6 separate regions of the Mus musculus genome follow, and regions 1, 2, 3, 5 and 6 are each linked to region 4. A link is a contact called in public ChIA-PET, HiChIP or PLAC-seq and promoter capture Hi-C data. All regions are on one chromosome and are shown on one strand. The core of a region is the stretch at or near the end of the contact, and the rest is flanking DNA. Distances in the headings are between cores, read along the strand shown. Region 1 holds the start of Tdgf1 (teratocarcinoma-derived growth factor 1). Region 2 holds the start of Dhx30 (DEAH (Asp-Glu-Ala-His) box polypeptide 30). Region 3 has its middle 17 kb from the start of Myl3. Region 4 holds the start of Klhl18 (kelch-like 18). Region 5 holds the start of Pth1r (parathyroid hormone 1 receptor). Region 6 holds the start of Fam240a (family with sequence similarity 240 member A).

What was found. Promoter capture Hi-C pulls out the DNA fragments that hold promoters and counts their contacts. ChIA-PET counts read pairs in DNA pulled down with a chosen protein or histone mark. HiChIP or PLAC-seq counts read pairs in DNA pulled down with a chosen protein or histone mark.
Region 1: a contact with region 4 is called in an RNA polymerase II ChIA-PET map of memory CD8 T cells, with 10 read pairs. The contact joins the promoter of Tdgf1 here to the promoter of Klhl18 in region 4. A contact is called at or near these places in 4 of 39 promoter capture datasets (cranial neural crest, frontonasal cranial neural crest, maxillary cranial neural crest and 1 more), 1 of 115 datasets of contacts at active chromatin or transcription factors (memory CD8 T cells) and 1 of 9 other capture datasets (pancreatic islet).
Region 2: a promoter capture Hi-C map of erythroid cells shows a contact between it and region 4, with 5 times the contacts expected there. The contact joins the promoter of Dhx30 here to the promoter of Klhl18 in region 4. A contact is called at or near these places in 1 of 39 promoter capture datasets (erythroid cells), 1 of 115 datasets of contacts at active chromatin or transcription factors (memory CD8 T cells) and 1 of 9 other capture datasets (liver).
Region 3: an H3K4me3 HiChIP or PLAC-seq map of stem cell-derived neural progenitor cells shows a contact between it and region 4, with 5 times the contacts expected there. The contact joins the enhancer-like site here to the promoter of Klhl18 in region 4. A contact is called at or near these places in 6 of 39 promoter capture datasets (cranial neural crest, embryonic stem cells, frontonasal cranial neural crest and 2 more), 2 of 15 datasets of contacts at CTCF or cohesin (embryonic stem cells and pro-B cells), 1 of 484 Hi-C or Micro-C datasets (effector CD8 T cells), 8 of 115 datasets of contacts at active chromatin or transcription factors (acute myeloid leukemia, astrocytes, craniofacial prominence and 5 more) and 3 of 9 other capture datasets (adipose tissue, embryonic stem cells and liver).
Region 5: a contact with region 4 is called in a promoter capture Hi-C map of embryonic stem cells, with 2.2 times the contacts expected there. The contact joins the promoter of Pth1r here to the promoter of Klhl18 in region 4. A contact is called at or near these places in 8 of 39 promoter capture datasets (the 3T3-L1 cell line, cranial neural crest, embryonic stem cells and 3 more), 1 of 484 Hi-C or Micro-C datasets (nephron progenitors), 7 of 115 datasets of contacts at active chromatin or transcription factors (effector CD8 T cells, embryonic stem cells, large pre-B cells and 2 more) and 4 of 9 other capture datasets (adipose tissue, embryonic stem cells, liver and 1 more).
Region 6: an RNA polymerase II ChIA-PET map of memory CD8 T cells shows a contact between it and region 4, with 7 read pairs. The contact joins the promoter of Fam240a here to the promoter of Klhl18 in region 4. A contact is called at or near these places in 3 of 39 promoter capture datasets (cranial neural crest, frontonasal cranial neural crest and maxillary cranial neural crest) and 1 of 115 datasets of contacts at active chromatin or transcription factors (memory CD8 T cells).

Annotation. Positions count from the first base shown.
Region 1 is chr9:110,944,171-110,948,609 of GRCm38.p6, reverse strand. Tdgf1 (teratocarcinoma-derived growth factor 1) reads left to right here and starts at 2,452. Exons shown (of 6, transcript NM_011562.2): 1 at 2,452-2,786; 2 at 4,367-4,419. The coding sequence starts at 2,767. RefSeq lists a cis regulatory region at 695-759.
Region 2 is chr9:110,114,998-110,119,851 of GRCm38.p6, reverse strand. It overlaps Dhx30 (DEAH (Asp-Glu-Ala-His) box polypeptide 30), which reads left to right and starts at 2,236. Exons shown (of 23, transcript NM_001252682.1): 1 at 2,236-2,494; 2 at 4,270-4,361; 3 at 4,691-4,816. It also overlaps Gm10615.
Region 3 is chr9:110,778,395-110,782,956 of GRCm38.p6, reverse strand. No RefSeq gene overlaps it. Among named protein-coding and RNA genes, the nearest start is that of Myl3, 17 kb to the right of the region's middle. Within about 2 kb of position 1,371, at least 201 of the 459 cell types and tissues checked have an H3K27ac peak or open chromatin away from gene starts, as enhancers often do. A contact at or near this core is called in astrocytes, craniofacial prominence, liver and 1 more, where this site is marked.
Region 4 is chr9:110,474,361-110,479,456 of GRCm38.p6, reverse strand. Klhl18 (kelch-like 18) reads left to right here and starts at 2,763. Exons shown (of 10, transcript NM_177771.5): 1 at 2,763-2,991. The coding sequence starts at 2,863. Kif9 (kinesin family member 9) reads right to left here and starts at 2,463. Exons shown (of 21, transcript NM_001163569.1): 1 at 2,343-2,463.
Region 5 is chr9:110,739,454-110,743,970 of GRCm38.p6, reverse strand. Pth1r (parathyroid hormone 1 receptor) reads left to right here and starts at 1,361. Exons shown (of 14, transcript NM_001083936.1): 1 at 1,361-1,745. The coding sequence starts at 1,671. It overlaps Gm35775 (a long non-coding RNA gene), which reads left to right and starts at 2,169. Exons shown (of 2, transcript XR_379891.3): 1 at 2,169-4,517.
Region 6 is chr9:110,913,651-110,918,178 of GRCm38.p6, reverse strand. Fam240a (family with sequence similarity 240 member A) reads left to right here and starts at 1,281. Exons shown (of 3, transcript NM_001195437.2): 1 at 1,281-1,382; 2 at 1,582-1,727; 3 at 3,153-3,803. The coding sequence starts at 1,585. The coding sequence ends at 3,303.

The sequences.
Region 1 (4,439 bases), core at 1,203-3,702, 470 kb before region 4:
TAGAAATTAGTGCAGTGTTGGGGGCTGGAGAGTTGGCTCTTCGGTTAAGCACACTGACTGCTCTTCCAGAGTTCCTGAGTTCAATTCCCAGCAACCACAGGTGGCTCCTAACCATCTGTAATGGGATCCAATGCCCTCTTCTGGTGTGTCTGAAGACAGCTACTCATATACATAAAATAAATTTAAAAAAAAACTTTTTAAAAAAGAAAACAAAAAGAAATGAGGGCAGTGTCTCAATGCTTCAGTCTGCCACAGGCGGCTCATAGGTGAAGATTTCCAGAGTGGGTTGGCTCCGGGAGACACTGGGAAGCTGAGAGTGCTGGAAGAGCAGGCTTAGACCTCCCATTGGGAACCAGGGGGAGTGGGGTGAAAGACAAAAAAATAAGCAGTTTACAATCCAGTGTTAGTAAAGATCAACTCTGGGGTGGAGCAGTCGTTATCTCTCTGCGCTTTCCAGTTCAAGGCCACAGCTGGAAGCCAGCTTTGGGAGGAAAGGTGCCCGGAAGGACTTTCCAGAGCAAAGGACCAAAGAAGCCAGTTCTAGGGCACAGTCAGACCCTCCAGCTAGGGCTTAGGAAACTGAATACAGATACCAGTAACACAGCGAAACATGCAAATCCAAACAACCAAATACGAATTTCTCACATCAGGAGTCAGCAGACGCCAAGCTACAGATGTTTGCTGCAGCCAGTGTGGACAAGTCCTGAGAGAGGGGCTCAGTACACACGAAGGTTCAGGGGTGGGATTCTGGGAAAACATTGTGGAAGCATTCACAGAGTAAGCAAGCAATTTCAGGGCTCAGTTATTTACCAGGACACACCCTCAAGTATCCCCAAGTGATCATGGAAAGGCAGACACTGTAGAAGTGTGTCCCGCCAGGATAAAATAATTCCTTTAGTCTACATTGGTAGAAAACATAAGCCACACAGAAACAAAAGGTGTCGCCCTCCTAATCCCTTCTCCACTCCTCCAGTCTCAATGCAGGAATCTGGTCTTTCTGATCCCTACAGGGAACTAGTGTATTCAGACTAGGGTTCTGTTTGTCAAGGTCTCAGTGAAATCAGCCATTAGCTTGTTAATGAAGGAGGCCCAGCCTTCTCGGAAATAGCAGATTCCCCCCCCCCACCACCACCACCAATTGCCCCTCACCCCCTAGGGTTTCAGGAACTGGAAAAGTGGCTGGAAACTCAGAGTGACAGGGGATGGGGGTGGGGGGGAGTAGAGAGACTGGGCGTGTACAGAATTCCCAGGCCTGTCGGGGTCTTCACTCTCGACTAAAACGGAAGTAAATCACCATAGAAGCCAGGGGCGAAGGTGAGGGAGGGTTTTGTGTTTTGTCATTTTGATCTTGGGTCTTAGCTGTGCTTGGTGATACGTGCTTGTAATCTCGGAATTTGGTGAAACGGCAGCACAAAGGTCGCCGAGTTTCACGCCAGCCTGATCTTGAGACCCTCAAAAGAAAGCAAGGAAGAAAGGAAAAGTGGTCTTGCCCTGTAAGCGCCGGCTGGCTTTAAACTCACTGAAGGCCAGGCTGACCTCTAACTCACTTCAATCCTCCGATCTCCACCTCCCCAAGTCCTAGAACTACGGGCCTTTGCCACCAGGTCCAGCTTTTGTGATCTATATAATAATGTGAGATATATATCAAAATGTATCACTCAGGGATGTGTTTCTCAGCGGGCTCAGCCACAGACGAGCACCTAGCAACAGAGAGGTACAACCCCACTCGCAAGTCAAGGCCCTCCCCATCCGCCCACAAGAAACCGAAGCCAGTAACCCGCAGCTTAGCACTGAGTTGAGGACCCGGAAGAATCAAGTGACTTCCAATAGTGCTTGTGAGGCCACTGATTTTTAAGCTTCAGGCAGCCGCTCGCCCCAGCGCCCACCCGCAGGCTCTGGGCCAGGGCTTGCAATTCAGACGCTGCAGGCAAAACCTCTAGCCCAAACCCAGACTCAAATCCCTCCCGACATTGACCTTCCCCCACACCCAAACAAGTCCTCGCCAGCCGTCAGCGCATCTTCAAGGCCTCCAGCACCCGGCTCTACTGGGAGTAACGACGAACGCAAATGCAGAGTTAAAATTTGGCAGTTACCCTGGAGGTGGTGGAGCACGCCTTTAATCCCTTAGGGGCAGGCAGAAGATCTCTTGGGTTCGAGGCCAGCCTGGTCTACCTAGGGAAACTATTCTTGAAAAACAAACAAAACAACAAATTTTGATAATGAAGTTTCAAATGCCTGTATGGTGTTTAGACTTTCCTAATTACTTTCGTGTTTGAACACCTTGGTAGAATAACTAAACTCTTCAACTCCCTTTACCTATAGAAAATTTACATATAACCAGACTATAGAGAATTTACATAAAAACCAAACTAGTTCACTTCCCTCGGAGCTTCCTGGCCTAGTAATGGGCGTGGGGCCCCGTAATGGGCGTGGGGCCCCGTCTCCCCGCCCACCTGAGGGTCCTACTCAACACCTTAAGTTTCTTTTAAGGGAGGTATATTCCTCCGAAGTCCTCAATCACAAACCGTTTATAGGAAGAAGAGGCCCCATCCCCTGCCGGTCTACACGGAGATCTTGGCTGCTAACTTCCCACAGACTCTCCAGGACGGGGGCCTCTCTCATTTGGCATATCTTTCTTTTTAATCTACTGTTTTCATTTTGTGAAATTAGCCTTTGGGTGTTTCGAGAATGGCTTTATGAACTAAAGCCATCTGCTAATATTGTGTTTCTTGTCTTTTCCTCCAACGTTTTTACGAGCCGTCGAAGATGGGGTACTTCTCATCCAGGTATGAGCTAACCTTGACTTTTTGGTTGCTGGAGATAGCCACTTCGGAAAATCACGTTCTATGACGCTCTGATTTTTGTCTTGCTTGAACCTTGTCAGTAACATTGCTGCTTTTCCTGAAGAACCTGGAACTTTATAGTTAGATACTGCTTTGCCATCGGCTTCTTAAAATGTCAATTTTTTATATTGCCTTTGTGTGTGTGTGTGTGTGTGTGTGTGTGTGTGCGCGCGCGCGCGCGGGCACTCGCTCGCATATACTCGAGTGGAGGTTAGACGATGACTCACTGGAGTCCGATCGATCATTTGGGTTCTGGGCATCCGACTCAGGTTGTAAAGCACCCTCTGGGCTCGTCCCATCAGTCATGTCGGTGACTGCCAGAGAAATAATGCTTTCCTTCTCTTGCATACATAATATTAATCTTACAGCCTAATCAAGACTGCCTCTACACGTTAATGGGAGAGATAAATTCAATACTTAGAAACATTAGGAATAACAAACCAATTGAACTTGGAACCATTTCAAGTGACAGGACAAGTTTTTTTTCCCCGTGGAGCCGGGCGTCGGACCAGCGCTTGCGTGTGGTTGGCAAGTCTTCTCCAACCCATACAGCCATTTAAGAATTTATATATGCAAAAAAAGAATTTATATATGCAAACAATGCACCGTGGAAAAATATGCCGCTTATGCAGAATAGAATGTTTTAGCTTTTTAATTTTATAACTTTAAAATTGTGTGTGTAAGGGTGGGGCCTAAGGAATATTCATGATGAAATATTGGATGCTGGGGACTTGTTTTAAACAGTTAATTCAAAACACAGCCCTTGTTCCGAAGAGTAAGAGTTTATTCCGAGCGTGGCCGTGGCTTGGGAACAAGGATTCATATTGCCCTAAATGAACATGGAAGAGCTTATATGAGCTCCTTGGTAGTCACAGAACAAAAGAAAGTATAAATGTGACTTGTAGACGTTAACTGTGTACGTGTAAATGATGCAAACATTAGCTGTATCAGTGAAGACATCGGGTAGGGCTCCAGCCTCAGTTTTTTCTGGAGCTGTGATCTGCTTACACTGCTTCATCCCCGAGGTCTTTATGTGACTGTCAAAAGGATACTAAGTCATAGAGAGAGAGAGAGAGAGAGAGAGAGAGGTTCATGATAAACAGCCGCCACTGGGTCGTTAAACATAGCCCCAGGACACTTAGGGCTGCTAGTGCGCAGCCTTCCAACTCTACAATCACACAGTCACTCTACATGTGGTTATTTTTAAAGATTTATTTATTATGTATACAGCGTTCTGCCTGCATTTGTGCATGCGGCCCAGAAGAGGGCACCAGATCTCATTTTAGATGGATATGAGCCACCAGGAAGAATTGAACTCTGGGCCTCTGGAATAGCAGAGGGTGCTCTAACCTCTGAGCCATCTCTCCAGCAGCTCCAACATGTGGCTTTTTAAGAGAGGGAACTTCTGTCCGGTTTTGTTACTGGAGACAGCGCGGTGGCGCTGTTCACGGTCTCCTTCGTGGCCTGTGCCCTTGCGCTGAACGCTTGGTTTTGCTAACTGATGTCCAATCTTCTTCTCCCAGTGTGGTTTTGCTTGTGGCCATTTCCAGTGCGTTTGAATTTGGACCCGTTGCTGGTGAGTTTTCTTTTGTTTGG
Region 2 (4,854 bases), core at 987-3,486, 360 kb after region 4:
GAAAGGGCATAAGATCCCATTAGAGCTGATAGTGAGTCACTATGTGGTTGCTGGAAATTGAACTCAGGACCTCTGGAAGAGCCGTATGGTGCTCTTATCCACTGAACCATCTCTCCAGCCCCCCCACCCCAATTTGGTTCTTTCCTTCTACTATGTGGGCTCTGGTGATTGCCTTGCTGGTCCACTTTAATATATTTATATATTTTTCTGTGTATAAATATTTGTCTGACTATGTCTATGTCTAGGCAGTACTGATAGAGGAACAATTAGTTTCCTTGGAACTGGAGCTGCAGAGGGCTGTTAGCTTCAATGTGGATGCTAGGAATTGAACTTGGGTCTTCTAGAAGAGCAAGTGCTCTTAAGTGCTGAACCATCTCTCCAGCACCCACTTTCTACTTCATTGTGGGGACAGTCTTTCAATGGAGCCCAGGCTGGCTTCAGACTTGTAGCAAATGGGGGTTAATCCACACAGTACTACACTCAGAAACTTTGATCTATTTTCTGTAAAAGCCTACACATTTATTTAATCTGTTGGCCATAGTGAGCCATTGTAGTCTCAGGACATACTTCTCGACCAACACTCTTAGCACTCAGCAGTGGGCAAGCCTTCTCTTGTGTCCCTAGCACGTCACACCTTTCTAGTATTTATCTCTTTCCTTTGGCTCCCCCTTTTCCTCTTTTCTACTAGGATACTAGGCTTCCTGAGGCTAGGGTCATATTGTCTACATACCTGCCTATAAATAGCAGTCTCTCAAATTACCAGCACAAGGATTTGTTTGCCTGTTCGAGATCCAGTCTTGGATAACTCAAACTGGTCTATATGAAGCTTGCCTTGAAGATCCTGTTTCTATAGGGATTCCAAGTATGTACCAAACATGTTGGGCACTGCAGGGATTTCTATGTTTTGTTTTCAAGAAGCAATTCTTTGTTTCACCTCCTTCATTTCTCCTAGCCTTCTGTGCAATCTAGCAGGAAAATAGCAACTAGTATACTTTCCTTCCTTCCTTTTCTTTCCGTCTTCATTTGAAACAGGGTCTATGTTGCGCTGACTGGCCTGGAACTCTTCAGATCAGAGATCTGCATGTCTCTGTCTCCAGAATGCTAGGTTTAGAAGCATTTCTTGCTATGCAATCCTGGTTGGCTTCTAATTCCCAGTTGTCTTGCTCCAGCTTCGGACCAGCTGAAGTCACCTGTGCTGTGGCACACAGCTAACAATACATTTAAATGGCTGCACAAAAAATAGCATAGGAAAACGGACTGGAGATATGGTTCAGTGGTTATGAACACTTGCCTGATTAGTAGTTTTGTTGTTGTGTGTGTTTTGGTTGATTTGACACAAGCTATAGTCATTTGGGTAGAGAGAACCACAATTGAGAAACTGCCCCCACCAATCTGGCTTTTAGGCAGGGTGGAGGTTTTGGGAGGGTGCCTCCCCTGGGGAGATAGTAAATTCTGGGGCTGTTGTATCAGCCATGAGGCAGTAAGCAAGGGTTCCTCCATGTCTTTTGTTTCCATTCCTGATATGACATTACTCAGTGGCAGGTTGTCACCTATAAGGTGAGAAGTGGTATTTTTACCTCAGCAATAAAAAACCTAAGATAACAGCTGGCCGACAACAGCCTGTAACTCCAGCTTCCAAGGATCTGATGCCATGTCACTTGGTACCACACACATGCACATAGAATTTTCTTCGTCTGTTTTAAATTACGAGCTATTGTATTAGTTCTCCAAATATCACGAAAGGGCACATCCTCAAATATTGTCTTCCCAGCTGTGAACTACTGCCCAACGCCACTGAGTTTCCTTTATCGACGGCGGATTTCATTGAACCCATGCTTCACTCTGTTCAGAGGACAAACAGGCAAACCCCCTCCCCTCGCTCCTGAGTGTCGATGTGGCCTAGACTCGCAGTCGTCCCTCACCACAACCCCCCGAAGCCAGCAGCAAGCGCTACCCTGTCCTTTGCCTGGTTTATGTCTCTGTGAGGCAAAATCGCTCACCTCCCTAAAAGTGCAGAAGACCAAGGGGAGACGCAGGAGAGAAAAGGCGCGACGGACACAGAGCTGCGGCTGGGGATGGAGAGATGAGCCTGAGATGGTCACCCGTCCCCAGCTCCCGCCGGCTCTCGCCGGCTCCCACGGCACAGGCCACGCGCGTCCCCGGCCGCTCCGCCGGAAGTCCCGCCTGTGTCTGGGGCTACAGCCGCGCTCCCTCCAGCCAGTGCCCGGGTGCAGGCGCAGACTGACTGTCTCGCGCTGTGGGCTGAGGAACACTAGAGACAACCTAGGCAGCCGAACCCATCGCGAGCCCCAAGGCAGCGGCAGCCCGCACAGAGAGCCAGGCCGAACAGAGCCGGGGCCGCAGGTGGGACTTCCGCCTCGGGACCCGGAAGAGACCGCGCCGTCGCTGGTGGGAGTTGTAGTCCGGCCGTAGTTGGGGGGGCCCGCGGCTCATGCGCCGTGCACCGAGGCTTGTTTCACATCTGTAACAACAGGTGAATTGGGCTTTTTATTCTACCCTTTCGCGCCCCTTGAAGCAGCCTGACACGGTCGGGGGTGGTCGGCGCGAGGAGGGGTCCCGAGTCCGGCTAGCGGCCTGGCAGAGAGTGGGAAGGAGGAGCTGGCGAGCCCGAGGAGCAGGCCGGGCATCCTAGGCCTGCCCGGGAAGCCGGCCGGGCCGAGCCGTGGGCAGCCAGGCCTCGGCCTGCCGTTGCCATGGAGCCGGGGCGGGGCGGGGGCCAGACCGGTCCGCCGGGGCGGGCCTCACTGCCAGGGGCTCAGCGGAGGCCGAGAGAGGCGGCTTCATTGGCTCGACGACGCCTTCGCCTCAGGGGATGCTCGGTTTTCCCCAGGCTGGGCCCGGAGGAAGTCTCCGGAGTGCCCGAGACCTTTGTCTGCCCCTCCTCCCACTGTGCGGGTCAGGACCGTTCCTCTAAAGGGAGGCCTTGGTGCATTTTTGACTCTTCTGGTTTGCCTCCTTTTGCACCGACCTTGTCAGTGGGGGAGGCTAAGGGGTGAGGTGTTCTTTGTTTGCTGGTAGTGACTTGTCCCATTTTGCAGGGGAAGACCTAATGCATGGTGGGTCCTTTGTTTGCAGTGAAGTGGAGTTCCCAGGGGTCTTCAGAATCCTCAAGCCAAGAGTACAGCGTCTATGTGCTTTCTAGATAGTCCTTGTGTAAGCAATATTGGTCTTTTAATTGCGGCTTTCCAATGCAGAGACTGTTCACCTTACAACCCCCAGTTCATGGGTGTTCGCCATGCATGGTAGCAAATAAACTGCTGCCGTCCAGCTGCAAGGTCTCAACTTGTTTTTGGATGCAACCTACTGGCCAGAGTAAAATTACACCTTTTCTAATGATTTTCCTTGCAACGGTTTCTTGGAATGCAGTGACCCCAGCGCCATGTGCCATGCACCTCTTGACTACATCTTATAATTTATACTTAAATCTCAGAGTCTGACATTTCCAGGCAGGAGAACTCTTTCCTGATTTTATTATATATTATTATTTAGATTTATGATAATGCTTTTTACTTCTACATTTATATATTCTTTGACAAAGTTTCTATGTAGGTGTACCCCACCTGACACCCAAAGATCAAACTTTTCAATATTTTAATTTATGAAGCTATAGTCCAAAAAGTTTTATCCAGTTTTGGACCCCACTTATTCTTTCAAAAAATGAACATGATATATGCAGAATACAGGTTGATATGTAAGAAAAGTCGTGTAATAGAAACGTGTAAACCATGGGGTCAGAGTTCATTCGGTCCTGATGCTATGGGATCCTGGGTAAATTAGATATCTGTGCTTCAGTTTCTTTCTCCGGGAGAGAATGTTCTTCATAGGCTAGCTTCAGGGATTACATGAGGTCAAGTCTATGGGCGTTCTTTGTAAACTGTAAAAATGTTTTTGAGAATTTTGAGGGTATAATTTTCCCAGTCTGGAAGTATCATTTTAGATAGATTGGTATTATAGCCATTATGGGATTAGAAAAGCAAAGGGGCTTTTGCTCTGAGCTTGGAGAAAATGTTCTTAACATTTCCTTCACTTGATCTTAGCCAAAAGGCCGAGAAGCGATTCTTAACATTTTCTTAGGGATGCTCTGTGGCACAGTTCACATTTGGTGGGTCTAGAACTGGTCAGGGGCCTCTTGAGTGAGGCTATTGTGTTAAACCTTTTTAAAGTTAGTACATTGATGTCTATGATTGGTATAGTTTTGCCTCTGAGTGAAGGTTGCCAGTCCAGTGACCTTACCTTGTTATTTTCCAGGAGGCCCAGCCTCGTGATGAGGAATAGCAAGGAGAGAATTCAGCTCCAGTTTAAAAGCCTGCAAAATCAGAGCCCCTCCCTGCTTTTATAAGGTAAGGTGACTTAGCCCTGCTCATAGAGCCACGGTGTGCGTTTTGCTCTTCCACACCATAAAGCATGTAGCCCCCTTAGGAATAGCGTTCATTGTTACTGGCTTGAAGACATCCTGTAAGCAATCTACTAGAAGTTGTGTTTCCTCACAAGAAATTTTGACTTATTAGAATTTTATGTATCTCTATAAATTATATTTGATTGAATCAAATATTTTTTTAAAAACATTACCACATTATAAGAGAAGCACGTTTCTTTTGGATCTCTGTGAAATGTTCTAGAACACGATAAAATGAAATGATTTGATATCTTGAATCTCATATTTTTTGAGATGAAGACAGGAAAAGACTGTGGTATATGAAACTTTGTTGACAAGAGAGGATCCAGAGACTTTAAAAGCAAAACTCTGCTGGGCATGGTGACTCCTGTCTGTAATTCCAGCACTTGGCAGCCCAAGGTAAGAGGGTTTCTTTGAGTTCAATCACAGTCTGGGCT
Region 3 (4,562 bases), core at 122-2,621, 300 kb before region 4:
GTGAACCAAATTCATGTCCTCCGGAAGAGCAACAACCACCTCTCCAGAAGGACTATAAATTCTTAAACTCCTGTGTAGACTAGCTGCCCTTTGACCATAAGTCCCCTACCCACCCATAAACTATGTAGTGCGTGTTGTCTCGTCTGCTTTGCTCATTGCTGTAGTCCCAACACCTGCTGCCCTGCACACCCTGTCTCTTTGCTCCTTCTCTGGCCCAGCGTTCCATTCGTTCCTCACCTCACTGGCCGGGTGTCCCGTTCTGGCTCTCACTCACTTTGTCCACCCTCTCGGGAGAGGCTTCTGGATCCGCTCCCTTATTCCTCACAGCGTTTCACAGTCCCCCTGGATCTCTATCTAGTATACCTTGGTCCTGACGGGGACCCTTCATCTAAACTAACAATTCTTCCCAGCCCTCCTCTCCCTGCTCTCCGTCTTGCCTAAGTGCCCCTCCTCCAGAAAGCCTGCCCTCCCTTCTCCCTAGCCTTTAGGGTCCCACAGTATCTTATGCTGATCTTTCATTGCTTAAGCACTTGGTCATTTGGGTCACCCTGTTGCCGTTACCTGTTAACAGGCAGATGACAATCTCGACCCAAGTCCCTCCTCTCTCCCTCATCCTGCTCATGCTCCTAGGCCTGTCTCTGGTCCCCTCTTGCTGCCTGCTTGAATATTCTGGAGGTCCACTCTCTCCACGTTTGGTCCCTCTAATCCCCACAAGTCCCATCCTGCTGCAGAGGGAGTGGTTGGCGAGAGGATAAAGCAATTTGCCAGGATCACACATAAAGCGGGATTTGAACGCGGAGCCCAGACGGAGGAACAGGGGCTCCTGGCTCAGGTTACACACAGACACAAACAAGATTTTTGGATGAGCGGGCAGCAGGGCCCAGATGAGTAGCCAGAGCTCCGCCTCCTGGCCAAGGTCTCTGAAAAGCCAGGCGTCAGGAGCTCACCCGGGAGCCGGCTCCCAACCCCTGGCATGCAGCCAGCCGTCATCCCCATGAGGTCAGCCAGGGCCGGCGATTTCGGGGAAATACCAGCTGCTTATTAAAAACAGGCGGTGGTCAGGCCCCCGCTGCTTTCCCAGTAGAAACCCGGGTGTTTGTGCCAAGAGGAGCAAGAGCGGCCAGGGCAGGACCGGGACCGCCAGGCGCGGGGAGAGCTGCAGGATCCGATCGGACGGCCTGTGAACATGAGGGGTCGGTCACCCGCACCCAGAGACTCAGCCGGGCAGCTAAGGGTCGTGACCCGGAGCGGATGGAACTAAGGCAGCCAGGCGACCGGCCTAGATGAAAAGCGGAGATGCCACCCGGCCCTCGGTGCGGATTGCATGGCCACAGCCGGCCAGGAGCACGATGCCCTGCAGGGGGCGCCAGAGGCCCGCGCTCGCCGCATCTGGAGCTGGTTAGGGCTGCGCTGCTTGGCGGGCGGCGGCGTGAGCTCATCCCGGCCGGCCCCGCCTGCGGTTTCCCAGCCGCTGCAAAGCGGACTCCACACAGAAGCGCCGAGAGCCCAGGGAGCTCGGCGCTGCAGCGGCTGCCCCGGGCTGTGGGTGTTGAGCGGGAGAAACTGCAGTGTTGTGTCCCTAGCGCTCGCCCCGTTACACTGAGAGCCTTGAGAGCCAGTTACCAGCAAGTGTCGCTGCTGTCCACCGTGAGTCATTGGGGTGTGAAACTGGGATGTGTCTCACCGAGGAAGCAACGCGCGCGTGATATGATAAGCTGCACCCCTCCCCAGAAGCACTTTCTCCTGGTTTTATTGGAAAAAGCAGCCAGGAGCATAGAAAAGATAGATTATCTAATTCAATTACCAGCCTTAAGCCTGTGCCCCTGAATGAATGGCAAAAGGTCCAGGTCAGTCGAGGTGTCCCACAATGCCTACCTAGGACCTACCTCCATATTCAGTCAGGACTCATACATAATCTTATTCACCGCTTCTTCTGGCCTTCCTGTAACCCCCCAAAATTCTGCGTTTCAGAATATGACGCTAGGATCGTGGAAATGACGCACCTGCAATTGGATTCTCTCACACAAAAGGGAAACACTCCCGTTCTAGGGGTCTGAGTTGGAGACGCCAACAGGCAGAGTACAAAATGGTAATCGCCTGAGGTCCCTAACCCTGCCGGGGGACCAGGAACCACTAAATTGAAAGTTGCTGAGCCTTGTACCTTAAGGGGGTCTGGGCTGCTTGCAGAGGGTCCTGGAGGTTGCTGCTCAGCACATGAAGGTTGTCAGGCTCCAGGAATCTCATGACCAGAAGTCATGACAGAGGGATGAGAGCGAGGGGTTGGGCTGGTGCCTGTGAGCATCCAGGGCTCTCCTCACCCCGCAACTGACCATCACCGTCCTCACTGGCCCCAGCTTCTCCATGTGCACTAGCAACACTGGTCCATCAGGTCCCCACATGTGACACTCACGGGCCACCCTGCTCTGACTCACCATGGGCTACACAGACTATAAAGGAGTGACCAGCCACAGTGCACATAGGGGTCTCGAGTACGTAAGACGCTGGTACAAGTTGGATGAGGGATTTTTAAAAAAAAAAAACAAAAAACAAAAAAAAAATCAGGAATGGCTATGGTTTGCATAACCAGAACTTCCAAATTACTTAGCAAAACAAGTTTGCTTTTTAATTAACATGTGTTTTAAAAAATGGTTTTAATTAAAGTGGATGTAGGAGAGAGGAGATGATGGAGAGAATATCCTAGCAGTTCCAAGTCTCTGCCCAGACATTTTAAAAAATAATGTGGAGCCAGGTGGTGGTGGCGCACACCTTTAATCCCAGCACTTGGGAGGCAGAAGCAGGCAGATTTCTGAGTTCAAGGCCAGCATGGTCTACAGAGTGAGTTCCAAGACAGCCAAGGATACACAGTGAGACTCTATCTTTTAAAATGATAACAATAATAAAAATAAAATAAAAGATAAATTAAAACTTGGAGCCCCAGTTGGAGCTGGGGGCGGGGGACAGGGGGGCTGTGAAGAGAGAATCCTGGAGAACCCCAGAACAGCATTGTCCTCTCTACTCTTCTTACAAGAATTTACCCTTTTTACAGCTTAGCTCTGCCCCTAGCAACTGGGATTTGGGGGGCCCAGTGACAGGCCTTTCAAAATGCAGACCTGGGAAGGGGGTCAGAAAAAAGATATGAAATCAGAAGCAAGACTGGAGACCTGAGAGTGAACACCCTGTTGCAGGAACCTGAAGTTTCCTAGAGAGTTAGGAGTGCCATGAAAAAGTCACGTCACGTGCAGCCAAGCCTAGTAGAATGGGAAGGCAGAGATGAGTCTGAGAACAGCTGATATGCAAACCCAGGACGTGGGGGGATGGGGGGAAGACACTGAGGCAGAAGACATGCAAACTGAGGCTAGGGATCACAACGTGGGTAGGAGGGATATGTGAAGAACTGTCCAGAAGAAAGGACTCTGTGGAGACTGGAGGCTGGAATGGGGGGGGGGGGGTGCTCTGGGTCACCTCAGGAGAGGTGGAGCTGTAGGATCAGTCCAGTAGGGGTCAGCGTTGGCTCCCATACAGATGAGGCATCCAGTTGGAGCTCAATGTAGGTTGCTGGATGAACATGGAAGAGTTAGGCCCTCTCTGGCCTTTTGAGGGTCTGTACAGCATAAAGTCACAGCTCAGGGTCAGATGTTAGCATGGGGTCAAAACAACACCCAACTCCATAAGTGCAGACCAAGGGAAATGAAGAGGAAGCCTTGTCAAGACAAGGCGGTCCCAGGGGGTCTGCTCAGATGGCCCAGAACCCCAGCTTTCTGCATCTCCACCCTGTTTCTCATTAGGCGCCTTCTTGCCTCCTCCAGCTCACACCCCTACATGAAACGTGCCTCCCTGTGCTTAATTCATTACACCCAGCCTGGTGGGAGGCCCAGTGGGGCGGGTTATTTTTTTCCCCTGAGCTCAGACATTCCTTGCTTTATTATTCTGCACATTTCAAAGCAGCTGTCGCCTCCCCTAACTACCTCCAACCCAAAGCTCAGCGTCTAAAAGGGGTCCCTCAAAAGTTCCCAGTGTTTCCAGTCTAGTCCACCTGGTCAACTGGGGCCCAGCGATGGGACCTTCTGCCAAAGGGTGCGTGTGAGCTTACCCATTGCTGCGGGTCCAGTCACCAGGCTATCTTATAACCTGTCCCCTTGTTTACCCTTCTTTGGTCTACAGAGAACCTCAGTAACACCTCCATAAGCCTTTGTCTCCCCCTCCTGGTGTACGTGCTAGGACATCAGGGTTCCTGCCCTGCCCTGGGCCCTACTAAACCATGCTCCGACAGAGTCAGTTGTACTGCCCAGGGCCATATCTATCCTAAAGGAAGTTTCCAGCCTAACAAATAGCAGATATAGATTCAGCCTCAAGGACCATGGAGGGTGACGGGAGAGATGCTTGTGGAGCCCCGGTTTCAGAGAATGTTTCAGGGAGTGTTTAGGGGGAGCAGTGGACAGATGGGGTCCCTGTTACTATGAGCATTCAAGCAAGAACACCTTGGGAAAGAGATTGTCTCAGATGTCAGACCTCTTCCTGGCCAGCTTTGAGGTTGATGTCTGGAGCTGACAGGAATTGGTAAG
Region 4 (5,096 bases), core at 1,514-4,013:
CTCTTCTAACATTCTGAAGGGATGTTTAGTAATTTTTTAAATACCTTTACGGAAAAACGCTCTCACGTGACACAGAACTACTGCTAGTATGTATTAAAGTCATTTAAGCGGCCGAGTGTGGTGGCACATGCATCTAATCTTAGCACTCTGAAAGCACAGGCAGGTGGGTCTATGAGTTTGGTCTACGAATCCAGCTTCAGGCCAGCCAAGGCTACATACTGAGACCCTGTGTCAAACAAACAAGGCTTTTGAGGGCCCACAAGATGTCACTGGTAAAGGCACCTGCCACAAAGCTTGATGGCCTGAGTTTGATCCTCAGAACCTACATGGTCAAAGAAGAGACCCAGTTCCTCCAAGTTACCCTCTGTGTCCACACATGTCACTGTTTCATGAGTCTTCCCTAGCACTCTGCTGGATCTTTCCAATTTTTTTGTTTTTGTTTTTGTTTTTAGAAAATTAATCTGAAAAATATTGGAGTAAGAAAAGAACATAGTTTGGCTGAACATTTTGTGTGTGTGTGTGTGTGTGTGTGTGTGTGTGTGTGTGTGTGTCTGCAAATTTGAGCTCTAGAAAAAAATCACACGGCCTCTAACTTGGACCCCACATTAAGGAGACTGAAGGTTTCACTTCCGAGTTTACTTTCTGTTACTGAGAACTGAGAACAGAGAGAAGTGGTTTGTTGTTCACGATTAAAAAAAAATAAAGTCTTCCTTGCGAAAGGGTGTCACTGTGTAGCCCAGGTTGGCTTTGAACTCACAATTCTCTTGTCTTAGCTTCCCAAGTATTGGGGTTAGTATCTCCAGATGGGAGCTGTGCTTCTTTTACTCAATACTCAGTTTCTACAGCTCTGGGAAACCTTTCTGAACACAAGCCCCAAGAGTCTTATCTTCCTGCCCAGGAAGGTTCCAGTGCCGTTGAGTATAACATCTAGAAGGAATTACAAAGAATCCAGAGAGTTCTGGAAGCGGGTTCACAGGCCAGCTCAAAGGCTGCTCCAGAGCTTTCCCCCCCGTTTCTGCCCTACAACTTCCAACGCGCGCGTGCACATGCAGCCCCCCCATCCGACCTTTCCAGGGTCCTCCGGATGCTCATGCCGCCGAGCATCCCTGGAGTCATGCGCAGTTGGCAACAAGCCTTTCCGAGGGTCTATACTCCTCTCGGGAGCCCACTAGCCAACAGTGCCGCGGAAGGAAGCACATGCCATTTCGCACTTACTGAGGTACTGCTTGCTACCGTTCTTATGCCGCTTCATTTATGTGGGCTTCAGCTCCCAAGTCAAATTACAAGCTGCTTGAGGATAAGGGTCGTGCCGTTTACCTCTTGTGATGCCCCCCACAAGGTCCAGAACAGCGCCCAGCACACACCAGGTGCTCAAGAAATGGTAGTTGATGGTGATACTCATGGCTGGAAGTCAGAGGGTGACTGAATCTCCATAGGTGGGTCCACCATCTTCAGCCACTACTGAGAGAGTGCCAAGGTATGTGATATGTCACTCCCCTCCCACACTACTCTAATCCCTGAACTTGCAGCGTTCTGGGGAGGATACTTCATTTCCCAGTACAAGAAGCCATGCTCAGTCTCAAGATACCCTCCCATTAGGTAGTGTTTTTTCCCCCTCAGGATGGAATACTCCCAGAAATCTGAACACAGTCCTTACATACTTCACATAATAAAGTGACTCTGACGAGCCACCAGGAGACCTCTGTGCTGAGAGAGTCAGTGTTTCTCCATTTGTTTTGGGCTTGGGAATGAGCAGGATATACATTAACACCCACGAAGGCTTGACAAGAAGTCAATGGGATTACTCATAGGCACTAGGCGTTCATACCTACCATGCTCTTACCTCGATCAGGGATAAAGACTAAGAAACAAACACCCTTTAAACCCACAACACTGGGTCCTACTGCATCTCAGCATGAGATGAACCCAAAGTTTGCACCCAGGCAAAACTGGCCACTCTCCTATTTCTCACCCAGTGTGTGGAATGCTTTTCTAAAATGTGTGTGACAGATTGCCTTGGTCCCATTCCTGTGCCCCTCTAGAGGGTTTTCCTCTTCGGTAGTTAGAAGGCTCTAAGTGATGACACCGTGTCTTAATGATCTCTGACACTCAAACTCACGCCCTCTCCGTCTAAGGCAAGTCGTGGGACCTCAGTGGAGACTCGTGGGACTAAGGAACATCAGAAACTCCTAGCTCCCCTAAGCTGCGACCAGGTTGAAAGGAGCATCTCCAGGGGTGTCTCCGATTTTTTTTTTTTTTTCACAAATAAAAGAACCAAAGGAGTTAGGAACCCAGCCACTGACAGCAGCTGGGAGGATATCCCCACCAGGTTTCCCTTTTACCTAACGCCACCGGCTCGTGACCACTGCTCACCTCGCGGGGCAGTGGCGCTCGGGTAGAGCGACCGCTAGAACTGCAGCAACTTGAGGGAGCTCTGTTCGCAACCAGGACAGCTAGCCGACTGGCTGTGTACACAGTCGCCATGGCAACAGGAAGCCTGCAGGGATTACGGAAGTAGTGTAGGGTGGTGGCGGAATTTAAGCCCACATTTCTCCGTTAAAGATACAGGGAAAGTCAGAGCTGAACAAAGAAGACAGAGATGGAGTCAATTAACCTGGAAGGCTTAGAGTAGCTGTATATGCGAAGCCTGAGTTTGAGTTACGGGGGGAAAAAGGCTATGTATAAACCAGGAAGCGGGGCAGCGAGACTTCCGGTGTCGAGGACTTTGTGGGTACGGTGGCCGCGCAGGCCAGTGAGATTCCGGCTTCGCGTTCTGGGCAGCCTTCAGCGTGAGCCCTTGCCCCGCCCTGGTTAGTGTGAAGCCTGCTGGCCAGGCCTGCGCAGTTGCGGCGGCCGGGGAAGATGGTGGAGGACGGCGCGGAGGAGCTGGAGGACTTGGTGCATTTCTCCGTGTCGGAGTTGCCTAGTCGCGGCTACGGCGTCATGGAGGAGATCCGGCGGCAGGGCAAGCTATGCGACGTGACGCTAAAGGTACCATGGTCTGGGCGGTGGCTGGCTGAGGGGAAAGGGACTGAGCGGGAAGAAAAGGGTGGTGGACAGGGGAAGAGTGGTCCAGCCGACTGTGGGTGGAGAAAGGTTAGAGGGGAACAGAGTAGTAGAGAGCGGTGCCAAGCGCAGAGGGGGAAATGAGGCCAAGTTGGGAGAGTAAAGGGGACAGCCGTTCAGCCATTGGAAGGAAAGATTGAGAGGTGTGCCTCTGACGCCCTAAGAGCAGGAGACATTGGGGTATCCGCCTCCTTTTCTGTCATACAGAAAAGAGAAAATGTTCTTACAGGCAGACCATGGAGGAAGGGGCGGTGGCTGACTCCACATTCCGATGGGTACCACTAAGACATCCTATCTTGTCCTAAAGTCATTTCTTTGGGCTCCTTGAAGTTGGCTGTGCTGTTGTAAATGCTAAGCCTTCTCTTCAGGAGTCATTGCTTGCCCTTGGCGCTTTTAGAATCGGATCTGGAAATCTTTTGATGTGGGCTACTCTCTTCCATGCTGGAAAACAATCTACTGTCACCACCTTAAAAGGTCCTGGAGGCCAGGCTAAAGGACTGTTTGGGGAGAGGGATATTTTTGCCACCTGTTCCCATCCAGCATTCTGGTCTGGTGTCAAGGGCCAGTGCCCCCTGTGCTTTGAGTCGTGCAGGGCTGCACCTTGGTGCCCTGCTGAGCCAGGTAGATCCCTCCAGGTGGGGATACTGCCTGCCTGTGGTTTTTCCTGTTGGACCTTGCCTGGAAGGCTCTTACTGTCTCGGTGTGACACTCCCTCTTCCTGTTTCAAAACAACAGAAAGACACAGACACCTCTTAGACTTTATCTTCTACTGAGTTAAGGAAGCATTGCTTCTCCATGTATTCGAGTCAGACTGGTAGGAATGAATAGGGTGGCTCCTGGGCAGTGGTGGAGCACTCTTTTAATCCCAGCACTTGGGAGGCAGAGGCAAGCAGACCTCATGACCAGCCTGGTCTACAGAGTGAGTTCTAGGACAGCCAGGTCTATGAGAAACCCTGTCTCAAAAAAAAAAAAAAAAAAAAAAAAAGTTGAATGGTTAATGGTTTGGCACTTTAAAAAGCAAAACAAACTGAGGGTGGCTTTGGAGAAAGAACACACTAGCTGTAACCATGGGCACATTACTTAATCTCTTTAAGTTTAAATTTCGAAATGTGAAAATAATTTTTGTTCTTTGTTTTTGGTTTTTCAAGTCAGGATGTGAGCCATCACCACTCAGTTTAAAGATGATTCTTTTTTGTTTGTTTGTGGGGTTTTTTTTTTGTGTTTAATGTTTGTTTGTTTGTTTGTTTGTTTGAGACAGGGTTTCTCTGTGTAGCCCTGGCTGTCCTGGAACTCACTTTGTAGACCAGGCTGGCCTGGAACTAAGAAATCTGCCTACTTCTGCTTCCCAAGTGCTGGGATCAAAGGTGTGCGCCACCATTGTCCGGCTTAAAGACGATTCTTAAATCTCACCATTAGTGAGGATTAGATATTTGGTATTCTTTGTATAGCACCTATGTTAACTTTTTCATCAATCCTGAAAGAAATGGATCTCTAATTAGAGTAGTGAAATGGTCTGAGAAGGGGCAGATCGTCTCAGATAAGATAGGGAAACCAAGAGGATTAAGAAAAAATAAGATGGATTAGAGGAGGCAGAAGATGGCAAGGCCAGTAGAGATTTGGAAGCAGACTGATTTAACTGTGGCACCGACCTTTGGGATGTAGAGGCTGCTGAAAGGCAGTAATAAGAAAGAAGTTTTTCGCTAGGATTTAGGCTGTGTGCTGGTGACAAGCTGAGTGGGGAAAGGGACTCGCTGCCAAGCCTGATGACTTGAGTTGCATCCCTGGGACCCACATAGTGGAAGTGAGAACTGACCCCTGAAAATGGCCCTCTGCCCTCCGTAGGTGTGCTGTGGCACCTGCACGCTCTCTCTCTCTCTCTCTCTCTCTCTCTCTCTCTCTCTCTCTCTCTCTCTCTTTCTCTCTCTCACACACACACAAAGAGACGGCAGAAAAAGAAAAGTGTTTGTTTTTAAAGATTCGGGCTGTAAGAGGTGAGCCAGTAAGGAAAGCTGTGTGGTAGATAGATGGAG
Region 5 (4,517 bases), core at 112-2,611, 270 kb before region 4:
GGTAGTGGGTGGGTGGTCTGTGCTTTCCCAAAGGAAAGAATAAAGCAAAAGCGAGACAACGTCCCAGCCACGGTTCTCAGGTCCCGATGTCAGAGCTCCCTAGACTGCGTCCCCGCAACACTTATCCTTCTGCTGAAAGACCCGGGGCAGGGTCTCTGGAGAGATGTCCCGGGATGGGGGACAGCGGGCTCGGCTCTGTCCTGCACACACCCGCCTGAGAGGCAGTGGCGGGGGCAGGGGCGGAGGAGGCCCGGGGAGGGCGCGGAGGGGGGGGGGAAGAGGCTCCGGGCCGTGGGGGGAGGGGAGCAGCAGACGCCGAGGCGAGGGACGCGCAAGGCGGGCGGCGTCTCGGAGCAGCGGCCGGGCGGGGGGCTCTGGAGGCCAGGCAGGCCAGGGGGGGATCCCGAGAGCTCCATGAAGTCCCCCCGGGGCTGCGGACGGGGCGCTGGCTTGGGGAGGCTGTCGGGGGGGCCCCGACATTCATGGCAAGGCGGGGGCCGCGGCGGCGAGCTCGGAGTAAGTCGGGGCTTGGGGGATGGGGGTGGGGGGTCGGGCGCGCGGGGCGCGGGAGGCCGGAGTCGGGCAGGAGGGGACTCGGGGCCCGGCCAGGGCGGGCCCGGCTGCCCCGTCTCCGTGTCAGTCTGCGGCGCCTCCTCGGAGCCCTGTGGAGTCGCCAGCCCCGCTGCCGCTCAGTTCGGTGGCTTTTTTGGAAACTTGCAAATGTTTTCGTAGAGGAGGGGAGGGGGGAGCGAGGGAGTGACCGAAACCGAGCTTGGGGCCGTTGGAATAGCAGAGGCCAAAGCCGGGGAGCGCGGGGAGGGTGGGTGGTGGGTGGACGGTAGCAAAGGACCGACTGACAAGCAGACAGGCAGCCTCAGCGTCGGGGCAGCAGAAACGCCCGTGCCGCTCGGGCGCACGCAGCGCGGGTTCGGAAGATGGGAAATGGGGTGCAGGGGGTGAGCAACAAGGTCACGGGGGTCCAGACTGAGACGGGGAGCCGGCCACGATGCCGCGGGAGAGCCGGGAGCTGGCGGCAGAAACGCCGAAGGGCTCAGTGTGGTTGCAAAAGTCAGGATGGCATCCCCTAGTTGCACGCCCCGCGCAACTCAAAACGCGCCCCCTGCCCCGCCCCGACTCCCCTGTTGCCCACTGCCGCGGAGCTAAAAATAACAGCCTGGTCGCCCCCCGCAGACCGCGACCCCGACCCCTCCCCCGCCCCTCCCCCACTGGGCGTGGAGCGAAGCCACGGCTCCCAGTTCCCCCAAAGAGGGGGGAGAAAAAAGACAGAGAGAAAGAAAGAAAGAAAAGGCGGCGCGGGAGGGGAGCGGGGGGCGGGCCGGGGGCGGGGGGCCCAGCCATATGGATGTGATTTCTCCGCTCCGAGGCAGACAGGCCGCTCAGCAGCGCTCGGCGCCCGCCCGCCGCCCGCCCGGCCTCAGGCTGCCTCCCTCCCTCCGCCCTCCCTCTCTCCATTGCGCCGGTTCGTTCTCTCGCTCGCCCTCGGCGAATGGGCCCCGCGTCGGGCTCCGGGGCCTCCGGCCGCCCGGACGCCGGGGTCCCCTAGGCCGGGGCGTGGGCGGGGCGGCCCGGCCTGACGCAGCTCTGCACCCTCCAACCATCACCAGGGCCGGCGGCGGCTGCCCCGAGGGACGCGGCCCTAGGCGGTGGCGATGGGGACCGCCCGGATCGCACCCAGCCTGGCGCTCCTTCTCTGCTGCCCAGTGCTCAGCTCCGCATATGCGCTGGTAAGTCTCTCTCCGTCCACACTCCAACACAGGACTCCTGGAATTGCTTTGGGGTTCCTGGGACGAGTGTAGGCACAAATTCTTGGGCTCTCCTTATAGTCTGAACTTTGGGATGGGACCTCCGAGCCCCCACCCCCCCAGCCATGAACCAGGAACCCTGGTGTCTGCTCTGTTTGGGGTGTCTTACCGTAGGTTCCAGATGCCTGAAGTTTCCCCACTTCTGAAGACTTGGCTTGGGGTCCTGGGTCTGGAAACCTGTGGTTGGAGTTCCCCTACACCATGCTTCTGTGAGCATATGGCTCTGGTCGTATGTATCTTTTTCAGTGGTAACTGTGCGATTCAGCGGGTTCTGGGTGTGGAGTATCACACACTGCGCTGGGGGCGGGGGGAGCTCCGTTTTTGCAAGTTTTGTTTGCACCCGGTGCTCAAAGCTGTGTGCAAGAAGTCAGAAATCACTTAGACTTGAGGGTAGGATTTAGAGCCCTCCTCAGTTCTCTGGATCCTACAGATGCACAGATGTATGCATGAATGGGACCGCTTTACCCAAAGTGGAAATCGGTTTGCCCAGGGAGGTGGGTGTGGTACAGAGGTCTTCCAAAAGACACTGATCTCATAGCACACCTTGCAGAAGATATGTGCTGTGGGACATGAGTGTGCTGATCTTTGGGGGGTACTGTGCGTGGTCTGAGGGTGAATACCAAGAAACAGACTAGTGGAGAGGGCCAGACAGACAAAGAAAGGGGTTAGGATGAGAGCTCTGGACCCCAGCGGAAAGAGACTCAGAACAGAAGACAACTAGAAAGCTGGAACTCGACCTCATCTTGGGCTAGGGTCTGTTAGCCATTTCTCAGAGAGGGGAGATTTTCTGTCCTCTCATTCCCTTAGTGGTCCCATCCCAAGTGCCTAACCTATTCTTGAATCAGTTTTTGTGCCTGACTTTGAGGTCTTGTTGCCCCCCACCCCGTACTCCACCCCTGACCAAGGTCTAGAGAGACAGAGCAAGTAGCTTCCTTCATAGGACAGTCCGGAGGTGCTCCGGACACGGGGGAGAGAGCTATTTGCTGAACTTTCCTCAGTGACTTCTGTGTGTGTACACATATATGTGCATGTGTCTCACATTCGAGGACACAGGAGCTGTGGGGCTCCCCCAGCTCAGCCTACAGCTGTGTGACCTTCGACTCTCTTTCTGCACACCTCAGTTGCCCATCTGTGAACAGAGAGCACGAGAGAAACATTTGCCTGACACCCTAGCAGTTTGATGTCCTCCTCCTGTGCCCATAGCCTCGATTCTAGTCCAGCAAAGGACAATCAAAGCCAGAGACTGTTCAGGAGGTGCTCCGGACACGGGGGAGAGAGCTATTTGCTGAACTTCCCTCAGTGACTTCTGTGTGTGTACACATATATGTGCATGTGGCTGTTGGGTACAATATCCTTCCTCAGTGTGTGCCTGAATGTTTATCGGCACAAGGCTTTATGGGCATCTGAGTCAGTCCGTAGGGTTGTGTGTACTCGAGTTCACATGTGATTGAAGCTCTGCATCCGCACATGACTCCGAGGGAAGCACAGCTGTCTAATGCATGTGTGTGCGTGCACGTGTGCACCCTATGGGTGTGCACACGGGTCCATTGTTTGTTCATTTGTATTCAACAAATGCCTCTGAGTTTTCTGTTCGTCAGTCTGTTGTTCTAAGCGCTTTACGAAGATCATCTAGTTAGGTTTTACCCACGACCCTTTGAGAAAGGTACTTGCCCTGTTTTGTTTTTTTATCTCAGGTAAATCCACAATCACTATGGCCATTGTCTCTTATGATAACCAAGTATCAAGCCCTGCAACCTCAAGTGTGGTGGAACCCCTAGGGCCCCATAGTTCTCTGTAGGGAAGTTGACGTATATGCAGAGAACTTCCTGGTTTAGAAGAGTCCTAAGCTGAAGGCAGAAAGACAGATGCTGGTGTGGCTATACAGGGACCATGCCCTGACTTTGGACCGTCTCCCGCTTCAACTCTAAGGGGTATATAGTCCAAGGGACGGAGGCAGGGGTATAGTCCAAGGAACAGGAGTTTGGCCAACTCACTCACCCACCACCCTGTGGGATCCCTGGGCTCAGCTGGAGTCAGCAAACAACTGGCAGCCTGTGCCATCTCTTTCCTAAGCCTGGGGGGGGGGGCTCCTGCCCTGTCCCGATGTGTACAGGTACGGACAAAGACCATCCACATCAGCTGCCACCAAACTTATAGGTGACGTGCTCAGCCAGATCCAAGTCCAGGCTCGTTTCTCCCATGACCTTGGCTGGAGGACCAAAGAGCATCCTATTGGGGGGACACTGACCACAGCTGGACTCACCTGGTCCATCTGTCCTCACAAAGAAGAGTAGCCTGGAGAGGGACATAGAAGGAGTGGAGTTTAGAAAGGGCAGGCTCTCAGCTTATGAGCAGGCAGAAGGGTAGTCTTGTCCTCTGAGATTCCTTACTCTAAGGATGCCCTAGAGAGCCCTCAGCTCACATAAAAGTGAAGAAGCTGTAGCCAGAGAAGCTGCTGTTCAGCAGGAAGATGGGCCAGGACCTTCAGATAGGGTTCCCAGAGAAAGCATGGTCTCCTAGGCTGGCTGTGCAGGCAACTTTTCTGCATTTTTTTTTTAACATTTGTTATTTGTGTGTGTGCCTACGTGTGTTTTCGGGAGTGAGTTCTTTCCTTCTACCGTGTAGGCTTCAGGTATTGACTTCAGATGGCAAGAACTTTACCTGAGAAGCCATCTTGCCTGCCCAAAGGGGTTT
Region 6 (4,528 bases), core at 32-2,531, 440 kb before region 4:
TTTTCAAGCTCTCCTTAGACCCCACCCAACTCTCATGGCCACTGACCATGACAGAATTATGGGCCAGATTTTTAGGAGTCCTGGTGGCCCTTCAACACTCCCTGCTGTGACATCAGCACTCAGTTGTCACACCCTCATCTCCATCAGTACTGCTGGCCTTGCTCTCCAGGTTCTCCCCTCTGGCTTTCCCCAGGGGTACACAGGCCCAAGGCACAGCAGGGGGGTCTTCATTGATACCCCTGGGGCTGACCACTCTCTGGATCATTTGAGAATCAGTGCACACTGCAGCATCCGTCCGTCCATCCATCCATCCATCCGTCCATCCGTCCGTCTCTCCTACTCTGGCCACAGTAGATCCCAGGCTACCTTAGGCAGCTTGGTCGCCACTCCCCCAGACCCACTCTCACCTGTAGTCTACGCCCCAGCATGCCTTGCAGAGATGGTCTGGGCATCATTGATTTCATTCACACACATATGGGCAGACCTTCTTACGTCCCTTGAGCCACGACTTTCCCTCCAGATTGGCGTCTCCTGTGCACGCCTCTTTGGAGCAGGTGCTGACCTTTCTTAGTTCAGATAGGGTCTTTTCATGCAGCCCTAACTGGACTGGTACTCTTCATGTAACCCAGACTAGCTTTGAACACACTCCCCATTCTCTCTCTCTCTCTGTCTCTCTCTGTCTCTCTCTCATCTCTCTTTCTCTCCCCCCTAGCATTGCAGAGACAAAATTGAGTGGATCTTTATGAATTTGAGGACAGCATGAGCTACACAGTAAATTCCAGGCCACCCAGAGCCACACAGTGAGACCCTGTCTCTCTCTCTTTTTTTAATATTTATTTATTTACCATATGTAAGTATACTGTAGCTGTCTTAGACACACCAGAAGAGGGCGTCAGATCTCATTACAGATGGTTGTGAGCCACCATGTGGTTGCTGGGATTTGAACTCAGGACCTTTGGAAGAGCAGTCGGTGCTCTTAACCCCTGAGCCATCTCACCAGCCCAGAGACCCTGTCTCTTTCTCTCTTTTTTTTCCTTAAAGTGAAAATGAGGGCCATCTAGCATGAATGGGGTGCCCATGTGTGTGCATACAGACCGAAAACAGCTAGGTGTTTGTTGTATCAAACCCTGTGATCACTCCGTGTCACACATCCCTTGAGCAGAAGGCTCAAACCTTTCAGAAGTTCGGAGCTTGTCAGGTTATCATTTGAGATGATACAAGTGGTTTCTGTCACCGCTCAGTGAGTCACTGCCTAGTTCACGTGGGTGTCCCAAACCCACAGTGCACACACCTGAGCTTACTGCTAAGGAGTGGTTCCCCTTCCAGTAAAGGAGAATGACAGAATTTTCCTCCAGGCGGGTGTTCACGGCACTCCTGTCCAGGTTCACTCCACTCTCCATGCTTGAACCATCTGTCTTCAGTTCTTACCATGTGTTGACAAGGGATGTTCTCAGGAGGCCAGGTGCCTCCGGCTTTGTGGCTGGCCAGGGTCATAAGAAAACTGTATTCAAATGGATCCTGTATCCTGCAGAATCCAAGGCTCACGCTTGCAAGGGCTTCAATGTCTCCTTGTCTTTTCAGGGGATGAACAATCAGTATGTCCGTCGAGAGGTCTTCTGCAGGAACAGCTGCCATGAGCTCAAGCGGTTCTGGGAGAGGGAGATCGGGAAGCAGGCGTGCTACAGAGAGTCCGAGGAGCACCGCCTAGGAAGGAGCGCCCTGAGAAAGTACGCAGCACATGTCTGTCTTAACACATTTCAAAAAGGTTTATGTTTCTTGTGATGTCTTGCCTGTATGCCTGTATGCCTGTGCAGCATGTGCGTGCAGAGTCCTGGGGGCCAGGAGAAGGTATTGGAGCCTCTGAACTGGAATTACAGACTGTTGTTAGCTGCCATGTGGATGTTCACAACTGTAACTCTGGCTCCAGGGATCCAACACCTCTGGTGTCTTTGAGTATCTGCATTTACACACACACACACACACACACACACACGCGCGCGCGCGCGCGTCCTCGTGCACAGGAATGATGTACACAGATTATTTGAAATAATAAAAATAAGTCTTAAGCAGGGCATGCCTTTAATCCCAGCACTTGGGAGGCAGAGGCAGGGGGATTTCTGAGTTCAAGGCCAGCCTGGTCTACAGAGTGAGTTCCAGGACAGCCAGGGCTACACAGAGAAACCCTGTCTCGAAAAACAAAACAAAACAAAAAAAAAAAAAAAAAAAAAAAAAAAAGTCTTAAGCTGTACAATGGATGCACTGGAGATGGCTCAGAGGCAAGTCTGGGTAACATTAAACTGTTTAAAAAAAGGAAAGAGGGAAGGAAAGGAAGAAGGTGGGAGGGGAGGAGGGAGATAGGAAGGAAGGAAGAAGGAAAAAGGCGGCTACAAAACGGACGTAGGAGGAAATGGCTCACTTTTGGTAACTGGTGAAGTGGTAAACCATTTGCCACTCGGGCTGGAGGGGGTGGGGGGAGCGGAGCAAGAGGGAGAAAGGGAAGGAGGAAGAAAAAAAAATTCACGTACAGCAGTGCCGGCCCACAGCCCCTGTGCTGGGGAGGAAGGCAGGCAGGAAGATCACTAGAATCTTCTGGTTAGCCAGTCTCACTGAATTGGCCAACTCCAGTTTAGTGAAAGATCCTTGTATCAAGAAATAAAGTAGGGGCTGGAAAGCCGGCTCTGAAAGAGAGGGATCTTCTGGGGGGCTCAATTCCCAGCACCCACATGTGGCTCACAACTGTCTGTAGTTCTGGTTCCAGGGGATCCAATTCCCTCTTTTGGTCTCTGAGACACCAGGCATGCACGTGGGACACGGACATGCATGCAGACAAAATATTCATACATATTTTTTAAATTTAAAAATAAGGTAAGGTACTAGAAAGTAAGACACCCGACATTGATTTCTGGCCTCCGAGTGCACCTGCGCACGCAAGACCCCCGACCCCAAACACACATGCATACATATATATTTACACACGGAAAACCTCAGTCAGAAAGTGACTCTCTGGTAAATAAACATGCATATAACATTTGATTTGCAAGTCCTCCGTGTACCCTCCTAAAACCGGAACACTGAATGGTTTCAGGGAGGACGCTTCCCAGAGCCTCAGCTGTAGCGACGAGGGCCCCATCTGTGTGCGTTTCTATTTCCAGACTCAGAGAAGAATGGAAACAGAGGCTGGAGACAAAGCTGAGGCTGCGGAACAACCCAGACGAGGCTGAGAAGCGAGCAAATGTCAGCTCAGAGCTTCCCGCATCCGCAACCGACCGAGGCGCAGAGGTCACTCCATTAGAAGCCAGTTAAACCCCAAGTCCCTCTGCTTGCACATCCTTCCCCAGTGCCCCGCCCCGTGGCAGCTACTTCCTCTCTGCAAGGAAGCCAGGCTAAGATTCCCAACGCCTCTGAACCGTGAGCTTGTATCAAGGCCTCAGACACCGTGTTTGTTTTCATATCATTTCCCTCTCGTTTTAAAATCTTTTAAAGTCTGTGCATATCAGAAGGGATTCCCATCTTCTTGGTCTTACTTTAAGCACTGCATAGTATTTCTGCTCCACCATTTCAACCAAGAAAAGTAACTACGTGAAGTGAAATCTCTTCCTTTAATGAGAAGAGCAATGAGCCCGTCTACAGAAACAGCAGCACCAGTAGTCCATACATAAGGCTTGCAAAGAACCGGTCTCTCTGTGTATTATTATTAATTATTATTATTATCATTATTTATTGAATTGAATCGGCCTTCAGAAACCATGTCTATCAATAAAATATGGAGATAATTTTAATAAATTCAGTCGTTTGCTAGTCCATGAGCACTCTCTTTCTTGCACGGATTCAGCTGGATCTCCAGTTTGCACTGGTTAACTTCCAGTCTGTTAGCTCAACCAAGCTGATGTCAGGCCACACCAGCACACAGATGCTGGGCTTAGCAATGACACTGTCACTCTAACGCTTAGGTCTCTGTCATTGAGAATGCAATGGTAACAGGGTCTGGGAATTATTTTTGTTTTGTTTTTGCACAAAGGAAGAGAGCAGAGAGATTCATGATTGTTGTACATGACACCCATAAGTCTTTAAACACAAGGGTAATTCAGTTGGTGAACAGAAAAGCAATTCCCCTGGCCACATATGCATGCATGCATCATCATCATTATTATTATTTTTATTATCACTTACTACACTTTAAAATATATTTACTTTCATTTAAAAGTGTGTGTACCTGTGTGGGAGTGGTTGGTGTGTGTATGTTATCTGTAAGGGGTGTGCATGTCTATCTGGCAGGGGGTGTGACATGCATGTGTATCTGTTGGGGGGAGTGTGAGTGTGTATTTATGTGGGCTCTGCATGTGTGGCTGTGTAGGTTGTACATTTACGTCTGTGGGTGTGTGTATGCATGTGTACCTGTGGGATATGCATGTGTGTCTGCGGGGGTATGTGTATGTGGTATGTGTATCTGTGTGGGAGTGCATGTGGATCTGTGTGTGGGTGAAAGTGTGTCTGTAGGGTGTGTATATGTGTCTGTGTGTGGGAGTGT